2 separate regions of the Mus musculus genome follow, and region 1 is linked to region 2. A link is a contact called in public promoter capture Hi-C data. All regions are on one chromosome and are shown on one strand. The core of a region is the stretch at or near the end of the contact, and the rest is flanking DNA. Distances in the headings are between cores, read along the strand shown. Region 1 holds the start of Psmf1 (proteasome (prosome, macropain) inhibitor subunit 1). Region 2 holds the start of Fkbp1a (FK506 binding protein 1a).

Region 1 (3,354 bases), core at 61-2,560, 200 kb after region 2:
GCACACATAAACAGGTCATTCTCTCTTTATAATCTTCAGACTCCCACAACACAATGCCAATTTTTCTAACTCGTATCTATGGCCATCTCCATGGCCCTCCACTGACCTTATCTCACACGGCTACAGAGCTCTCATGGGGAGTAGCCGTGCCCTCAATAAGGAGACCAATCAATGCCTGTTTGTTCAAGTCAACAAACATGTTCTTGAGATCAAATATTACAAGCCCAGCTCTATAGCACTGGAGGCAAAAAAGCAAAGAGAAAGTGGGCAGCATGACTCTTTAGCTGCTGAGTTGGTATTACCCAGTCAAGTGCGTGCTTTGTTCCTCTCATCACCCACAGAAGGAGGGTGGCAGGAGGCAGCTAGAGGACCAACACAAATACCTGCTGAGTCCAGCAAGCATTACTAATCTGCTGGCCACAGGCTGGAAAATAAAACTCTCTAGTAGATAAATTAACAGTTAATGGCCTCTCAATTTTTAACTAATTAATTAAAAAAAATTTTTTTTTGGCTTCTACCCTGAAAACGCATACCCATCAGCAGAGAATGGAGGCAAGGGCAGCCTGAGCCCAGAAAGTACTTCAGGAGAACGGACAGCAAGAATCAAACGCAGCATTCAAGTCTGAAATCCAAACACTGTCCCCTCGAAGAAGGGGTCCTAGAATATGGCTGAGTAGGTCAAAGTTCACTGCCACACCAGTGCTTGAATCCAGATGCTTGGAGTTGAGGGTGTAGCACGGAGTATTCTACGGCAGATGCTTTGGGTAAACTGGTGGATGAGGACCTTGAGGAAGCTACTAGCCTGTCTCAGTCAGATCCACACAACCCCGGCTGTGTCGGGGACGCCTTTACACGTCCGTTCCCGAGTTTACACGCACGCTGTGCCCGTTGTCGGCACCAGCACCAGGCGCGCTAAAGTGCGGCATCAGAAGCCTCGCTCGGGCCCTGGCTTTGGCACGGTCAGGGCAGGCCTTTGGGCCTCGGGCTGCAGACTCCCCTCCACCCGCGTACCTGGTCGCCCGTGCCCAAGGCATAGTAGCCGTTTGTCACCACTTCCCAGTGCAGGAAGCAGACGAGTGCGTCCTGCGGGCAGCTCATGGATGGAGCGGCCGACGCGAAGAGAACCTCGAGACCCGCCATGGATGTTTGCGGCTTCTGTGGGAAAGGAAGAAAAGGAGGGGACTATGCAGAAAGCCGCTCCGCCTAAGAGAAGCGGGACCGCGAGCGGCAGCGACGCCTTTTGATGCCGCCTTCGCTTTCGGCTCTGTCCGCACCTGCGCGGAAAAGTGGAAACGCGGAAACGCAGAGACGCGCACCGGAAATACTTGTTGACTTTGTGCGTGCTCCGGGCTGGAAACACCTGCACCGAACTAGAAGGTTCCACTAAGAAGCGCGCAGGCTAGGGCTTATCTTCTCAAAGCCTTTTTGCCTGCAGCAGGCGACTGCTGAGTGCCAGGCTGTTCGTTCCTGGGGAGAGACTGCCTTCTACCAACTACAGTAGACTTCTCATCTGCGAAGTGGAGTGTGTACTAGGCCGGGGGAAAATTTAGGCAATCTGTCTTAGATGTTTTCATCGTAATTTATTAGCATGCCTGCAGTACTTCTTGCCTGATAGCACTTTATTCTACATGCTAAACTTTAATGCATTTATCAAAATTTCCAGATCCAGTATTATACAGTTGGTATTGATGACAGTACTCTGCCACTACATAGATTTGGAAATCGTGTCACAATCAGCCAGTGAGCAATAGAGGTGCCCCTGGGAACTGGTAATTTGGTCTCTAGGATAGCATTTATATGTATGTTGATTGCATGCTAAATCCTGTGCCAAAACCTTTACATCCCCTCTCAACAAATTCATGGGGTATATTTTATTACCCATCCTCACTTTGCGAGTGATATAAAGAGCAGAAAGAGTGAAATGACTTCACCCAAGTAAACACAGCTTTTGACCACATCTAGAGCCCAGAGATAACTGACAAATGCTAGCCACTTGTGCCCCAATCTCCATCAAGATTTTTTTAACCACCTGTTGTTTCTCCATGTTTCTTGAAGTCCAATACTTTTTTGTAGACAAATAAATTTTGCCATGTTGGTTGGTACCATGACCCAAACCATTGTCATTTTTTTTTTCTTGGTTGCCTGGCATCAGCCTTGTATGCTACACTGGTTTCACCCTACAACCAGAGAGATTCTGTTAAAACACAGGGAAGACCATGTTCCTTAGGCCCAAGCCACACCTCAAAGGCGAAGTTCACTCTAGGTCTGTCACCCTCTCACTCCACAGGCCCTGTGCCTTTCTGATATCACCTCCAAGTGTCCTTTCATTCTCTGATCTCCTTGGCTCCAGTGACCTTGACTTCTCTCAGCTCTCATGCCTAGGTTAACATGCCACAGGTCTTGCCCTGATGGAACTTTGTAGTGTTTCTTTTTAATAGACAAAAAGCAATCCAGTATGAAATCTGTCATTTGGGGGTGCTGAGAGAGCTATACAAGGCCCACAGGAAGCCTATGTTCCAAGCAAGGATCAGGAAGGGTTTCTTGGATTAAGAAATGGCCAATTGCACAGAACTCTCATGGAAGAATAAAGAAGAAATGTTCCTGTAAAAGCATATAGCATACGTGAAGGCACCAAGGTGGGAAATGTAGCTACCCCCGTGTAACTGGAGACTCAACACTGCCCCTCTCATCTCTTCCTCATCTTTAACTACTCTCCACACCTGTCCTCAGCCTGGATGTCATGACCCCCAGGGGTTGCATAGCAGATTTCCCTCAAATTAGATATTTATATTGTGATTTATAACAGTAGCAAAATTACAGTTAGGGAGTAGCAATGAAGTGATTTTATGGTCGAGGGTCACTATAACATGAGGTACTGTATGAAAGGACCGCAGCATTAGGAAGGTTGAGAACCACTGCTCCACACTGTGCTCAAGGAGTTTGGTGGTGTGCCAAGGGGGCAGGCATGCAACAGAGAAAGCTATCAGCTCCAGAAGGGCTGAGAATTTTATCACTGAAGTAGGTTAGGCTTGCTGGTTCATGATGATAGCAAAACACAGGCTGGACTTTTGGCCAGCTTTATTAGTGCTTTTAAGGTTTTCTTTTACTCTCTCTTTTTCCTGCTGTTGTTTTATCTTTTTGTAACGAGGCCTCTTGCCTCCTAAGCCACCAGTGCTCTCACCCCGGCCCCTTGGTTCCACACTAGCTTGCATTCCCTTGATTATAGCTTGCAGCTCACACATTTCCCTTTTCTTTTATATACCATTGCCTATCTTAATGGGGCTTCCCCTAAAAGCCAATACTGAAGGTATGGTGGCTTGTGTCTGTAATCCTAGGACCTAGGGGAAGAGAATA
Region 2 (3,130 bases), core at 341-2,840:
AAAACAAAATTTGGAGCATATCAAATGATGAAATCATAAATTATACCTGTTTGGTTAGCATAGATAAAACCAATATTTTAAGGCCACATAATCTTGGTATGCCAATAAGTTCTTTAAGTACTTATTTTGTCTCCTTTGCCAGGGAGTTAGTTCCATTAGACCTAATATTCCGACCCTTTGTTGAGAACAAGAGATGTATTCTCCTCTAAACCTACTTCCTGCAAAAATTAGGATGCCACTGTTAGAGCCCAGTAAGGCTGGGGTATTACCCAAAGGCCAGGGTGGGCTAGGGTAGTGAGGTATTCATCCGAAGCTGGTTTGCTGACCCAGATGAAGAGACAGGAAGTATCACATCGACTAGACTGATTTATATCAACTTTCAGCAAGTCCAGGACTTTTTGGTTTTGTTTGTGGAGCTGTTGTGGTGTAGATCGCCTCTGGAGCAGTTTATAGTCCCTAGATTGGGATCTGACAGAACCAGAAACCAGATGTCACCAAAAAAAAAAACATTAAAAGTTTCTATGACTTACCAGAGGATGCCTCCATAAAATAAATACATATGTTTTTAAGGTGTTGGTGGGTTGGTTTTTGATCCTGCTGTCCAACAAACTGGAGGTGTGTGCTTTCTCCAAGGTGTGCACCCCTAAGGTACAATTCCTCAGTCCCAGAGGGCCAGAGGGCAGGATCCAGCTTCTGAATTTCTGAATTCAGCCTAAGATGGAGGCAGATTGGTTCAGCTGGACACGTGGTCTTTGGGAACGTGGTCTCTATGGTCTCTGTCTACCTCTTTTAATACAAGGTTTCTCACTGGCCTGGAGCTCACTGAATAGGCTAGACTGACTGTGTTCCTATCCTCAGCACTGGGGTTACAGGTCTGCACCAGCAACCCTGGCAGTTTTATTTTATGTGAATGAGTGTTCTGTCTATGTATCCATCTGTACACCGAGTATATGATTCCCTGGAACTGGAGGTAACAGATAGTTGTGAACTGCCGTGTGGGTGTGGGAATTGAACTCAGGAAGAGCAGCCAGTGCTTTTAACACCCGAGCCATCTTTCCAGCCCATTAAGTTTTTATTCTTTAAAGTACTGAAGGTATTCAAGCAAAACTCACAAGAGCCCCATACATACATATATGACTTTTTTCTTTTTGTTTGTTTGAGACAGGGGTTATCTTCCCTTGCTGCTCTGGAACTCGCTCTGTAGACTACACCAGGGCTGGGATTAAAGTCGTGCGCCACCACTCCCCTCTCTATTTCCATATATTTAATATATACGTATTCGTGGAAGAGTGGGCTTTCACGCAGGCTAGTGTTAATACTGACTCTTCCAAGAAGGAGCTCGGAACCTAGGGCCACTTACAGACGTTTCCTTGGTTCCACAGGTACAAGGCCTACTCACAGCTATCGTCCTTACAGGGCAATTAGTTAGGTGTGCGCAAGTAAAGCATCTCTGAGTGAGCTCGTCAGTAGCTGGTGGGCCCGTTATTACTGCGGCGTCTCCGAGGCGGAGAAACGCAGAGGAAAACCGGGAGTAGCCAACAGGACGCGCCTTCCGCCGCAGCTGCATCCGGGGGTCTGTGGCCTCCGGACTTCCGGTCCCTCCGCCTAGCTGCCCCGCTTCAGGGATGTGAGCGCCTCGCGCAAATAGGGCGGGGCGTGCCGTGCGGTGCGGTGCGCGTGCGCAGGAGCCACGAGAGGGACGAAGCCGAACCTCTGAACCGCCGCCAGGTCCGCTCCGGCTCCACGCCGCCCGTCGCGCCGCCACCCGCGTCCTTTTCCTCCTCCTCCGCCAACGCCGCCGCCGCCGCCGCCGCCATGGGAGTGCAGGTGGAGACCATCTCTCCTGGAGACGGTGAGTAGACACCCGCCGCCCGTTTCCCGGCCGCCGCTCGCAGCCACTCACCTGCAGTCTTGTCTCTCCTCAGGGCGCACCTTCCCAAAGCGCGGCCAGACCTGCGTGGTGCACTACACGGGTGAGTCGGACCGGCCGGGTGGGGCCGGGCGGGAGGGGCGGCGGCTGGGGAGTCGGGGCGTGGTGGCCGCGTGGCCGGCGGCCGAGGCCTGGGCGGTGGCCATGCCCCGAGGGACAGGCTGGGCCCGCCGCGCCGAACGGGACATGGGGTTGGCGCAGTCTCGTCCGCCCTGAACGGTGTGCGGCCCCGGATGCCGCAGGGAGCCTACTGTCCAACCGTAGAAACTGAGGCTGGGGCGAACTCATCGCCTGGCGGAGGTCACACGCTCCCGGCCAGGGACCCTTCGGGAAGATTTGAACCGTTTCTGAACCCCGATGGCTTGATGCCTTCTTCGTGCGTCGGGATTCTTCCTTCAGTAGATAGAAGGGGAGAAAATTCCTAGTCTGCCCAGCCACCCTTTCCCAGGGAAACCCTTGAATTCACCTTTCTGGGGCGGGTGGGAAACGACCCACTTGCGAAGTCATTATTGTGGCTTCACGTGCCCTCTCAGAAATAGATAATGCAATGTCTATTTCTCTTTGACCCACTTGCAAATCTCAGCCTCCATGGCAGTGATTTCCAGACCAAAGGATGTATACCATAACATTTTCCTTTCCCCTTTCTGGGAGTAGAGACTTTCTCACCCCCATTTTTAAAGATAAAGGAAACTGGGGGGTCGTGAATGCAGTGCACAGTAACTAAGTCAAAGGAGATTTTAAAGACGCGCATACTCAGCCAGAATTGAAGCATCAAGACTGCTGGCCCTGGGACCATTTTTTACTCCATGCCCTTACAAGGTCTTCCTGGGTTGGGGAGGGGGAGGGGGAGCTGACTGTGCCTTCATAGCTAGGCAGAGTGGTGTAGCCACAGCTGATATGAATCGGCTTCCCTCCCCCTCCTTCCCTTTCCCACCCTTTCCTTTGTCCCCCTCCCCATCCTTCCTCTGTTTCGTCTGCTTCTCCCTGCTCCCCTCCACTGTCACCACCCCCACCTTTTTTTTTTTTTCCTGCCTGATCTGGCCAAGCTGTTCTGGCTCAAGTTGCCTTTCTCTCCCTAATCAGGGGAGGATCCCGATCTTGAGGGAAATGACTTACAGGGAAGGGAAGACAAGACAGCCCGCTCACATCCTCCTCTCTGTGCCCCCTTACTTCTATGACTTCTTGAGTAGAGAAGCGGGC

Evidence for each region. Capture Hi-C pulls out chosen DNA fragments and counts their contacts.
Region 1: a promoter capture Hi-C map of pancreatic islet shows a contact between it and region 2. The contact joins the promoter of Psmf1 here to the promoter of Fkbp1a in region 2. A contact is called at or near these places in 2 of 39 promoter capture datasets (macrophages and pre-B cells), 7 of 484 Hi-C or Micro-C datasets (CD4 T cells, embryonic stem cells, erythroblasts and 2 more), 7 of 115 datasets of contacts at active chromatin or transcription factors (double positive thymocytes, effector CD8 T cells, embryonic stem cells and 4 more) and 5 of 9 other capture datasets (adipose tissue, embryonic stem cells, liver and 2 more).

What each region holds. Positions count from the first base shown.
Region 1 is chr2:151,740,000-151,743,353 of GRCm38.p6, forward strand. It overlaps Psmf1 (proteasome (prosome, macropain) inhibitor subunit 1), which reads right to left and starts at 1,311. Exons shown (of 7, transcript NM_212446.2): 1 at 1,012-1,311. The coding sequence starts at 1,140.
Region 2 is chr2:151,540,893-151,544,022 of GRCm38.p6, forward strand. Fkbp1a (FK506 binding protein 1a) reads left to right here and starts at 1,591. Exons shown (of 5, transcript NM_008019.3): 1 at 1,591-1,852; 2 at 1,926-1,973. The coding sequence starts at 1,816. Gm14167 (predicted gene 14167) reads right to left here and starts at 1,579. Exons shown (of 3, transcript NR_166213.1): 1 at 1,361-1,579; 2 at 531-712.